Regions from separate parts of the Mus musculus genome. Here region 2 is linked to region 1. Evidence: chromatin contacts called from public Hi-C data. All regions are on one chromosome and are shown on one strand. Each heading gives the region's core, a stretch centred on a gene start, on an enhancer-like site or on the middle of the called end of the contact. The rest is flanking DNA. Distances are from core to core; before and after follow the strand shown.

Evidence for each region. Hi-C and Micro-C count contacts between places; a contact is called where the count stands out from the background.
Region 2: a contact with region 1 is called in a Hi-C map of pancreatic cancer cells. The contact joins two enhancer-like sites. A contact is called at or near these places in 1 of 484 Hi-C or Micro-C datasets (pancreatic cancer cells) and 1 of 115 datasets of contacts at active chromatin or transcription factors (embryonic stem cells).

The regions. Positions count from the first base shown.
Region 1 is chr1:64,002,108-64,007,420 of GRCm38.p6, forward strand. No RefSeq gene overlaps it. Among named protein-coding and RNA genes, the nearest start is that of Mir6899, 38 kb to the right of the region's middle. Within about 2 kb of position 3,299, at least 29 of the 459 cell types and tissues checked have an H3K27ac peak or open chromatin away from gene starts, as enhancers often do. A contact at or near this core is called in pancreatic cancer cells, where this site is marked.
Region 2 is chr1:64,336,010-64,341,322 of GRCm38.p6, forward strand. No RefSeq gene overlaps it. Among named protein-coding and RNA genes, the nearest start is that of Gm35803, 59 kb to the left of the region's middle. Within about 2 kb of position 2,397, at least 50 of the 459 cell types and tissues checked have an H3K27ac peak or open chromatin away from gene starts, as enhancers often do. A contact at or near this core is called in pancreatic cancer cells, where this site is marked.

The DNA of each region.
Region 1 (5,313 bases), core at 2,049-4,548:
ACATTAAAATGTATATTTTCTACATTTCAAGACATGCAGGAAAGAACAAACGTTGACAGCTGAGGAGACAACTACAACTAGCCTTCCTCGGATGCAGCGAGGGATGAGAAAGCTGCCTTCTGCGCAGCCCTCTGTGCAGGTGGTGTGGTCTGGAGATGGCAGTGTTCTCTGGCCTGATGAGCTCTGCTTCAGCTGGTGCCACAGAGCGGCTTCTGGAAAGGGTGGAGGCTTTGGTCCACCGTACCTAAAGGCTGAGGGTAGAGTGGCAGAGAATATTAATAATGGCAAAAGAAGAAAACTCCTTAATTGGAGGAGGGGAAATACTGCAAACAAAGGGAGACCCAAGTGGCATTCTTCCCACCGGCTCCCCGCCCCTTTTCTTTTCCATAAACATTTTTTAAGAAGACGGATTTGTCAAAGGATCTCTTTCTCCCTTTATCAGTCTTTCTCTTTCCATAAATGTATATGGATTCCATATATAAATGCTATGAGCTCTATGGTCTGCTTTTTTGAGACCTATTGACTTAAGCCAAAAAAAAAGGTATTGGAAACATAAGGCAGAGCTCGGAAATCTACAGGGGAGGAAGCAGGCAAGAGAAGGTTAAGACTCTCATCGTGGATTGGAACTCGATTTATGGCATGGATCAACTTCATGTTCCTCTCAGGATCTGGTTTTGAGAAAACGGAATGACAATCTGCCAAGAACAGTATCTAAAATGGCCATGTAGTGTATTGCCATGCCGCCTGGGCCTCTGGGGACAGGTGTAAGCTCCCTACTTGTTGGGAGTGTGGGAGTAGCCTTCATTCTAAGTGTGTGCTCAGAGAAAGAATGGTCAACTATTGATTGCCCCAGGGACAGCCTACTCAGTTTATGGTTGATGAAATTCTTTGAGTTTAAAAGGAAAAAATTCTACTTCCTTCTAATTGCTCTTTGCTGTCAATCCTATTCATAGATGCTGGCAATGAGAGGGAACCTAGAACCATCACAGCCTGGCCCGTTACTATTTCTTTCTAAGCAGCACTGACGGGCCTTGCTTTTCATTGTTCTTTGTATTGTATTTTATGTTGAGTACACACACACACACACACACACACACACACACACACACACACACAAATAATTGCTTTTGTGTATACACACAAACACATGAGATGTAGTTTTAAACGAGACCTTCCCAATTAAATTTAGTTCACCTGTGTCTGATAGGCACTGCTCTGTAAAGGGGGTTGGGTGGGTCTTATACAAACTGGTGAGCTTCCTCCTCTGCTAGCTCTGTGTAGTCACATCTTTTTACACCTAGAGTCAGCAAACATGGTCCTGATTCGGTGCTGCAGGACTGAGAACTATTAGGGATTGTGGTTTTCTTTAAAAGGGTTGTGTGGGGGGAGGGGGGGCCTTGCATGTAAACATTATCACCACCTAAAATGAAAAAGGGAAGCCATTCAAAGAGAAGTCCAATGAAACAGAAGTGCCTGAGACTTTAATTATTACTAAAAAACGAAAAAAGAAGACTAGCAAATGAAGGAAACAGAAGGCTCTGAGGCATGGTCTGAAAGACAAAGGAAATGGGGGTTGGGGTGGTAAGCGAAGTCCTAACACTCAGAGCCTCACCTCAGCTGCAATTATCACGGGCATATTCTGCCCTGACAGGGGAGACACAGGCTTGATACAAAAGGGCTTTTTTCATTTTTGCTTCCTAGAGTTTGTGAATAACTGGCTGTCCAGGTGTCAATTACTCTGCTTCCTCCAAACACGATTCCCCACTCCCTCTCACAGCACAAGCACTTAAGCAATAAAACCCCACTGGGTCCTCTGCAGCTCTCTTCTGCCTCCATCTTGCAAGGCTGGCCTTGGAGGTCTAGAGTTAGGAGGTGGGAAATGGCAAAAGAAAGGCTGAGGGGTAACGAGAAATTTCCACTTCAGAATTGAGCAGCCCTCCAGCCTCACCCGGGACTAAAACAAAGTCCCTTACTGCCTTGCTCGGTGAGCCTGTCAATCAAAGACCCAGACAAAGGGCCACGTGCTCCCTTAAGCCATTTCAGATCGGCTAGAATACCTAATGGTGGGCACATGAAAAGTCCCTAAGCAAGAGGGACACCCTGACCTACAGGAAGGTGGAATCTGACTTGAGGGCCTCCAGAAGGGCACTCACTGTAGAGTGACAGTAACTCCTTTCACTTAATGCTCTCTCCAAGAGAGCCAGAGTCCATCAACAAGGACTTATCAAACTGAACAAAAGCCAGGAGTTACATCTGTGTTGTGGAGTAGCCCAAGGCAGCATGCTTTCATAAAGACTAGACTAATTCCCCTTTCCCCTCTTAAGATACTAGCATATAAGGACAGCTCCCATCATCAGTGACAAAGAGCCTAGTGTGAATTAGTGTGCTCAGATTATGTTCCTATAAGCATATTTTAATAGCATACATAGGTCACGTCTGTCAATTCAAGAAGTTGAAGGAACATTGGAAGGAATATAAAAGTTACAGCAGCGGAGGACCACGCACCTGTGCCAAATGGATTTATCTAACTCTGATACTTTGCAGTGGTTTGGAGTAAGAGCCAATCGTGGAAAGCCCCTAAAAGAAGGCATGGTTTCATTGGGAAAGGCAGCCAAAATAGAAATATAAAGGTGTAGAACTCACTCAGATTCTCACACTGCACCCCCTTTCCAGGCTTTTCTCTGGAGGGACATCATCAGAGTTAGCACCTTAGACAAAGCAACGTGGAATGTTGTTGCTTCCAAGTGTTTGGCTCACAGAATGGGCTGTTGGTGTTCTCCTAGGCTGTCCAGCCTCATCCTGTTCTTGCCCAGTTGTTTCAAGAGGGAGCAGCACAGATCTAGAACTTTAACTGGGTCTTTCTATGGCTTCTCATCAGTGTTAGAGGAAATGTGTATGTGCACGCACACACACACACAGACACACACACACACACACACACACACAACTACATTCACATGCATATACAAACACACACAGGTCACAAAATACCATTCCCAGTCGCAACTATCTTCCTCCTCAAGCTTGAATCTCACCATACTCCCTTCCTACCCTTGAACCTGAACTTAGCCCTACAAATCTCCTCCATCCTACCACAAACCCGGTTAAAGCCTCTGAGATTTGCCTGTCCAACCAAACATAATTTCTTTTAGAAAGCTAATCTGACACCCCCACCCCCACCCCCCACCCCCCACCCTGCCCAGTCTAGCTCCCTTCCTGCCATGTGTCAACACTGTTCTGCAGTCTATGGTGACTATGCTGGCAGGTGAGTCACAATCCTGGCACTTGGGGAACACCCAGTTTGGTGGGAAAAGACACCAACCCAGCAAGCATGGACTTATACAAGCGTGATGATCAAACATGGAGGCAGAGACTTTGATGGAATTAAATTGTGAGCTGGCAAATACCACAGGCAGTGAGGGGCAGGGAAGAGCAGTGAGTAGCATAGGTATGTATCCTGCTTATGGGAATGGTCAGAAACTATGACATCCTTCCCACCTATGTTCTGTACCCTGTCACAGGCAACAATGTGTGTACATTTGTATCTTTCAGGTGGGATTATAATTCTGTTCCCTCATGTCCCTCCACCCCTCACTACTTAACTTGGTGCCTAGAATATGTTGCTTGAGAAGTATTTGTTTGGTAAATATTCCAATGATTAAAAGGAGAAAGGGCTGAGTTTAAAAATCATCACAGTGGTCAAGTTAGAGCTCATGATGAGAGATGATGGTTTAAGGGATGGAACGTGAGGCTGGATGTGAGAGGTGGTACTACAGAGATCAAAGAAGCTGGTGATTAACTGAAAAGGGGGCGGGGACTCAAAAGAGAGGAACCTCCCCTCGTGGCTTTGAATGTAGATTGCAGGGAAACTTGGAGAACAACAACCACTCATTAAGACCCTTCTGGGCCCCCAGACAGGTAACATTAGACTGCTCCTTGCTGGTATGCTGGATGACTAAATATAACCAAAGAAATGTAGACACAATGCTGTGTGTCACTGTCCAACCTGGCCTGTGTACATCTCCAGTCAGGATTCTCAGTGCACTGTTTCCTCTTGCCCTTGGGATGTCAACACCTGAGGCTTCTTTGGATGTCATGGATTAAAAATGGAAGGATCTTCATGACCTGGTCATGATCTGGGCCCCGAATGGGATCCAGTGCCGAACCTGCTCTTCCCTAAACCCTGAACATCAGAAAAGACCTGGAGTTGCTTCAAGATTGAGAAGGGAAAAAGATTTGGGAATTTAAGGAAGAAAATAATGGCTTGGGTTTTGGGGTTGGGAAAAGTGATTAATTTAATCTTTGTAAGGTAGAAGGTGTAGTTTTAAAGAAGAAAGAACAGAGGAAGTAGGAAAAACTCGTCCAGACTGGGGATGAGGTGGACAGACAGAGGTGTCATTTGTAGCCCAAGTGAGAAAGTGGTGGGAGTAGATGGAACTGACAGTAGATCCGGCCAGTGGGAAAAGCTACAGATCACAACATCTGGAGAGCAGGAAGAGGAATAGATCCAAAAGAGCAGTGGAGCTGTGAGAGAAGACCAACATGGCAGGCAGCAAGAGACCAGGAATTCAACATCTCCCATCCCATGGCAAGGTCAGGAGGAACAGAATACTGTGAGAATGTTGGTGGTGCTGAGGCCAGGATAAGAGTAGAAGTCAGAGTGTACCTGATGTCATGGAAACACAGGGAAGCAATGTGAATAGAAGCCTTCGAGTGACCTTCCAAAGGTTACTGAACCAGAAAGCTGAAAATGCTTCTCTCATGTGGGTCTGAAGGGTGGGTGTCTATGGGATGACCCTGGAGGAGCATTTGAACAGTTTAAAAGATGTGGCTAGGAACACATCTCCTCAGCAGAGGGTCCCTTCTCAGAGGAGACATCATTGAATGAAAGCATAAGTGCTTTGACTCCATAAAGGGTCAAGATGTAGAAAGAAAGGAAAGGTTCCAGGCGGAGGTGGCAAAAGTTTGTCCCCACAAGGACCAGTTCTGCCATTTGGGCAATCTACTTGCAAGATATCCTATCAGCCTGTAGTTCTCATTCTGTTTTGAAACTTCTGTTCATTTTAAAATTTCATGTCTCCAGTTCTACCTACTTCTGCCCAGCAAGTCTTAAGACTGTACGTGGTGCCATCTGCTTAGGACCCAGGTGGTACTTGAAATAGGTGTGATAATCAAATGAAAGCCAGAGAAAGATGCACCCTTTTCCCCCATTGAGATAGGACTTAAAAGGGTCCTGGACTGGGAGGCAAGCTGCTTCTCTTGAGTTGTAAATTCGCAGACCTCTGGACCACCATGGTGGGGAAGGAAGATCTA
Region 2 (5,313 bases), core at 1,147-3,646, 330 kb after region 1:
ACTTTGCCCCTTCTTAGAATTGGAAACAATCACCCATGGAAGGAGTTACAGAGACAAAGTTTGGAGCTGAGACAAAAGGATGGACCATCTAAAGACTGCCATATCCAGGGATTCATCCCATAATTAGCCTCCAAACGATGACACCATTGCATACACTAGCAAGATTTTGCTGAAAGGACCCTGATATAGCTGTCTCTTGTGAGACTAGGCCGGGGCCTAGCAAACACAGAAGTGGATGCTCACAGTCAGCTATTGGATGGATCACAGGGCCCCCAATGGAGGAGCTAGAGAAAGTCTCCAAGGAGCTAAAGGGATCTGCAACCCTGTAGGTGCAACATTATAAACTAACCAGTACCCCGGAGCTCTTGACTAGCTGCATATGTATCAAAAGATGGCCTAGTCGGCCATCACTGGAAAGAGAGGCCCATTGGACTTGCAAACTTTATATGCCCCAGTACGGGGGAACGCCAGGGCCAAAAAGTGGGAATGGGTGGGTAGGGGAGTGGTGGGGAGGGTATGGGGAACTTTTGGGATAGCATTGGAAATGTAACTGAGGAAAATACGTAATAAAAAATATTAAAAAAAAAAAGAAAAAAAGAATGAAGGGTTTTATATAGCTGAAACAAAGGAGTGAAATTATAACATTCACAGGAAAGTGATGTATGTAGGTATAGCTTCATGTATATGTCAGACTCAGAAAGACAAACACCATGTTCTCTCTCATATGCAGTATATATGTATATATATATGTGTGTGTGTGTATATGTATATATGTGTATATATATGTATATATGTATATATATGTATATATGTGTATATATATGTATATATGTGTACATATATGTTGGAACAAGTAAATTCTAGACAAGTAATAGAATATATGTGAGATAAAAGCAGAAGAGAGGACTATTCTTCAGGGAGTAAGGGGACCCACAATAAGGGGAGAAAGGCAAGATGAGGGGAGAGGAAGGCAAAAAAAATACATGTATATCCGTTTATTATAGTCTAACTGTGGCTGTTTGAATAAGGATGGCCCCATAGCCTCACATGTGTGAATACTAGGTTCTCAATTGGCTGAAAGGTTTAGAAAGAATCAGGAGGTGTGGTCTTGTTGGAGGAGGTGTGTCACGGAGGCGGGCTTTGAGGTTTCAAATGATTTTGTGGACTGGGATGTGGGCTCTCAGCTGCTGCTCCAGTGTCCTGCTTGCTTCCATGCTGCTATACTCCCTGCCGTGAAGCTAACAGCTCCACCTCCACCTCCCAATTCTGCAAGCATAAACCGCAAGCAAGCCCTTCCTTCTCTAGTTGCCTTGTTCATAGTATTTTATCACAGCAATAGAAAAAAAATAGTAACACACTAACCAAAAGGCTAAAACAAGAACATACCTTCCCATCTCACAGAGAAGAAAACAGACAATAATGAAAAAGACTTAACTGGTGTTCTATACAAGCAAGTTCTCCTGCATTTGCAAAAACAAAGGTATCTCAAGAAACGATAAGAGACCTTGCCTAGAAAGACAGGCAATCATGAGGAAGGTGAAGGATGGACGGGAAAGGAGCATGCTAGTTAATGAAGAAAGCCCTAGAGCTGCGGTCTCTCCCCGTTGTAGCTGCTTTACAGATACTGGAGGGCAAGACATCGTCCATAAATTATACTCTGACCCCATTTTCTAAATTTCATTAAAAAACATTTTTTCCCTCTTTTATCTGAACATTCTCTTTCGACTTTCACAAAGACACTCCTGGGTCTGTGTTATTACCCAATAAGTTACCTGCTCCTGTGCGCGGTGACTGTAATCAAGCCTGTGCGGCTACTCTAACAATGCACCTAAGTGGGCCACAGACCTCGCTTGCTCGCCCTGTTGTGTCATTTCACTTAATTAATAAGCAGAACGAAGATTTCAGAAAAGGAGGAAATTTGATTACACAGCATTGTAATGGCACTCGAGTCTACAGTGAAGATGGAGTGGGGTCTGCCCCCTTAAAATTTCCATTTGCTTTACCATTGTACAGTGGAAATGTCAGCGTAGCTCCACTCCACAGCCCCTCCCAGGTGGCCTTTAGCCGCGTCTCTCGGTAATACTAAACCATTAGTCATGCCCGGGTCAGTGATGTGTCAATAACAGAATAATTATTAAAGGAAGCCTTAAGAGGAAGGACAGCAGCCTCAGTTTCAGAACTAGATAGACCACCCAGTCATGGCTGGTTGATTAAATGAATGGATGCTGAATAAAATGTCCCCTTTACATCTGGAGACCTAAGGACTGCTGATCCCATTATTCCAGGGTTTGTTTGTAGCTGCTAAACACCTTTTCAGACCAATAAGCCGCGCGGCTTTTACTCCTGATGATTGCAGCCCGCCCTTCCCAAGTAGAACAAATTTACCGGAGTTAATGGCTCTGCCGTTTTAAAGGAAGTCAGTCAGCGGAGCAATTCAGAGCGATTGAATCTTTGCAGAATGCAAGGTGCAGAGAAGACATGGACTTGAGAGCCTGAAATTGGGGATGCTCGCATCTTGGGCTAGACCTCTGAGAGAACCCAGCGAAATGCTAAGGAGAAACTCCGAGGGGGTGTTTCTGAAAGCCCTAAGCATTAAAATGAGGAACAGGGAAGAGAGGCGAGTATGCGCAGGACTCCCTGTGAGCATGGAGTCCCGCACCCAGGGCCAAGAAATTGTCACTCCAAGAGCAAGGCCTTCAGCAGAGCCCTTCTCAGGCCGTTCAGAGGAAGAACAACTCGGTTGACCTCTTTGATCTGAGACTTCCGGTCTTCAGACTTCAGAGAGAATGACTCTGGGCGGATTAGGCCATTTTCTTTTGTGGGTTTTATCATGACAATCCTAGCAGGCATGTGGGAAGCTCTAACCGCAATGTTTGCTGGTTGAGTAATCTTAGGCACGTTATTTAAACTTATGACCATTTACTTCTTGAAAAATGAGAACAAAAATGTATTGTTTATTATAGGAATCACATATTTATTATGGGAATTAAATCTGTATGTAAAGAATGGGCTTCAAATTCTAATAGAAGCCCAAAGGAGAGGGCTGGGCCAGGAAATGTAGGGGGATGTTCAGCAAGCCCTTTAGACAGTTTTCATCAAAAGCAACAATAAAATAGCATTTCTAATACTTCCTTTATGTGCATTGTGATTAGAATAAACCTTGTTGCCTTTCATCTCTCAAATTCAGTTGTGGCATAATTACATTTCAGACCAATAAATAAGTAAATAAATATCTAAGAAACAAATGTCTTTAAAGGGCAATTCCTTGATCTATACCATTGATGATGATATGCTGAAAAATGATACTTCCTGTCATGTTCTTCCTCCAATCATACAGCCTCCAGGTTAATCATAAGGAAAACATTGAATTTCCATGAAAGATTATCCTACAAAGTATCTCACTAGTGCCCTTAAAATTGGCAAGGTCACAAACAATAAGGAAAGCCTGAGTAACTGCCCCAGCCAAGCAGAAACCAGACCTATTGAGAACAACTGTAACAGAGATACACAAGTCCCCAGGAGAAGAGCCTAGAATACAAAGAAGGTCTGAAATAGAAACTACGGAAGTCTGAATTACTGGATGTTAATAATACACAGCATTGCTCCAGTAATGTTAACAAATGTGCCACACTAATGGTAAAGTGTTAACGACAGAGAAATCAGTAACTGGAGACTAGAGACAGGGAACCATCTTCTCATTATCCTGTAAGTCCAAAGCTAATCTGAAACACAAAGTCTTCTGAGGCTTGAGAGAGATGGCCTGTGTGGAAGCACCGGCCATGGAAATGTGGGGACCTGACTGTGGATCCCTGGGACCCATGCAATGTTCAGAGCATCAGTATTTTTATCCCAGTGCTACATTAGGGGAGATGGAAGGCAGAGCCAGAAACTCACCAGCCACTAGCCTGGCATACACAGCAGACAAACAAGAAAGATGCTGTCCCAAGCAACGTAGAAAACAAAGACTGATGCACTAAGGTTGGTCTCTGACCTCTACATGCTTGCATACCTTGGCACATGGGTACCCACATTCACATATAAGAATGCACACACATGTGTACATACACTTCATGTATACATGCCATTTACACAGTAAATAAATACATAAAATTAATTTTAAAAAGCCCAAATTTTCTGAAGAGTATTAGAGAAATTAAATACGTGACTCAAAAATACTTTATTCTAATGCTTTTTCCTCTTCACTGGAGGTGCTGCACCCATTGCACTATCACACCTCTACACACAAGTTCATATGTACACACACATACTCACACACACAATCACACACACAAGAACCGCCTTCTAGCCTCATTGATAGGGTGCCCTCCCCCACTGTCTCCGCACTTGACCCCAAGCCCTCCTTGACAAACGTCACTAACAACTACCAATCAGAGTAGTTTTCAACACCCAAATAACTCAAAAGTTCTTCCTTTGCTGCCCATAGAATAGCAGCATAAGACTCCCCTGAAGCAAGTATCCCTTCTCCAGCTCTGTTAGCATTGTCATAAGCAATCCTAGTAGGGAATTTATAATAGATAAAATTATCAGCCCCAATACATTATGACTATTTCAGAAATCAAAGTGTGTGTGCGTGTGTGTGTGTTCATTCTCTTGGTACTTAGATTTATACATTTATTTAATTTTAATCACAGTGGGCCATTGAGATGGTTCAGTAGACAAAGACACTTGCTGTCAACCCTGGCAATCTGAGTTCAATCCCTGGGACCTACATAGTAGAAAGAGAGAACCAAGTTCCTCAAGTTTTTTTTTAATCTCCACACACTTACCATAGCACAGTGGTGCATACATACTCTCTCACACACACAAATAAATGTAATAATTCTTTAAATGGCATTTGGGCCGGGCAGAGAGGCCAGTTGATAAAATGCTTGCCTTAAAAAGCCTGAGGTCCTGAGTTTGATCTCAAGAGCCTGCCTTTTAAAAAGTCAAGGTGGTATGTGTTTGCAATCCCAGTGTTGGGGAGAGAAAGACAAGCAAATCCCCAAAACTTGCTGATGAACTGGTTAGCCCACTTAGAAAGTGCTAGGTCACTGAGAAATCCTGTTTCAAAAAAGACAAAAAGGAGGAGGAAGAGGAAGACTATGAAGATAACGATGATGACAACACATGAGGAGTGAGACCCAAGACTGTTCTCTGGCTTCCAAATGATGGATGTATATACACATAAGCACAGACACACACACACATAAGCACACATACATACAAACCCACAAGCACACATACACACACACACACACACAGTGGCAATCTCAATACTACCTTCAAAACTTACACTATTTTGATGAATTACAA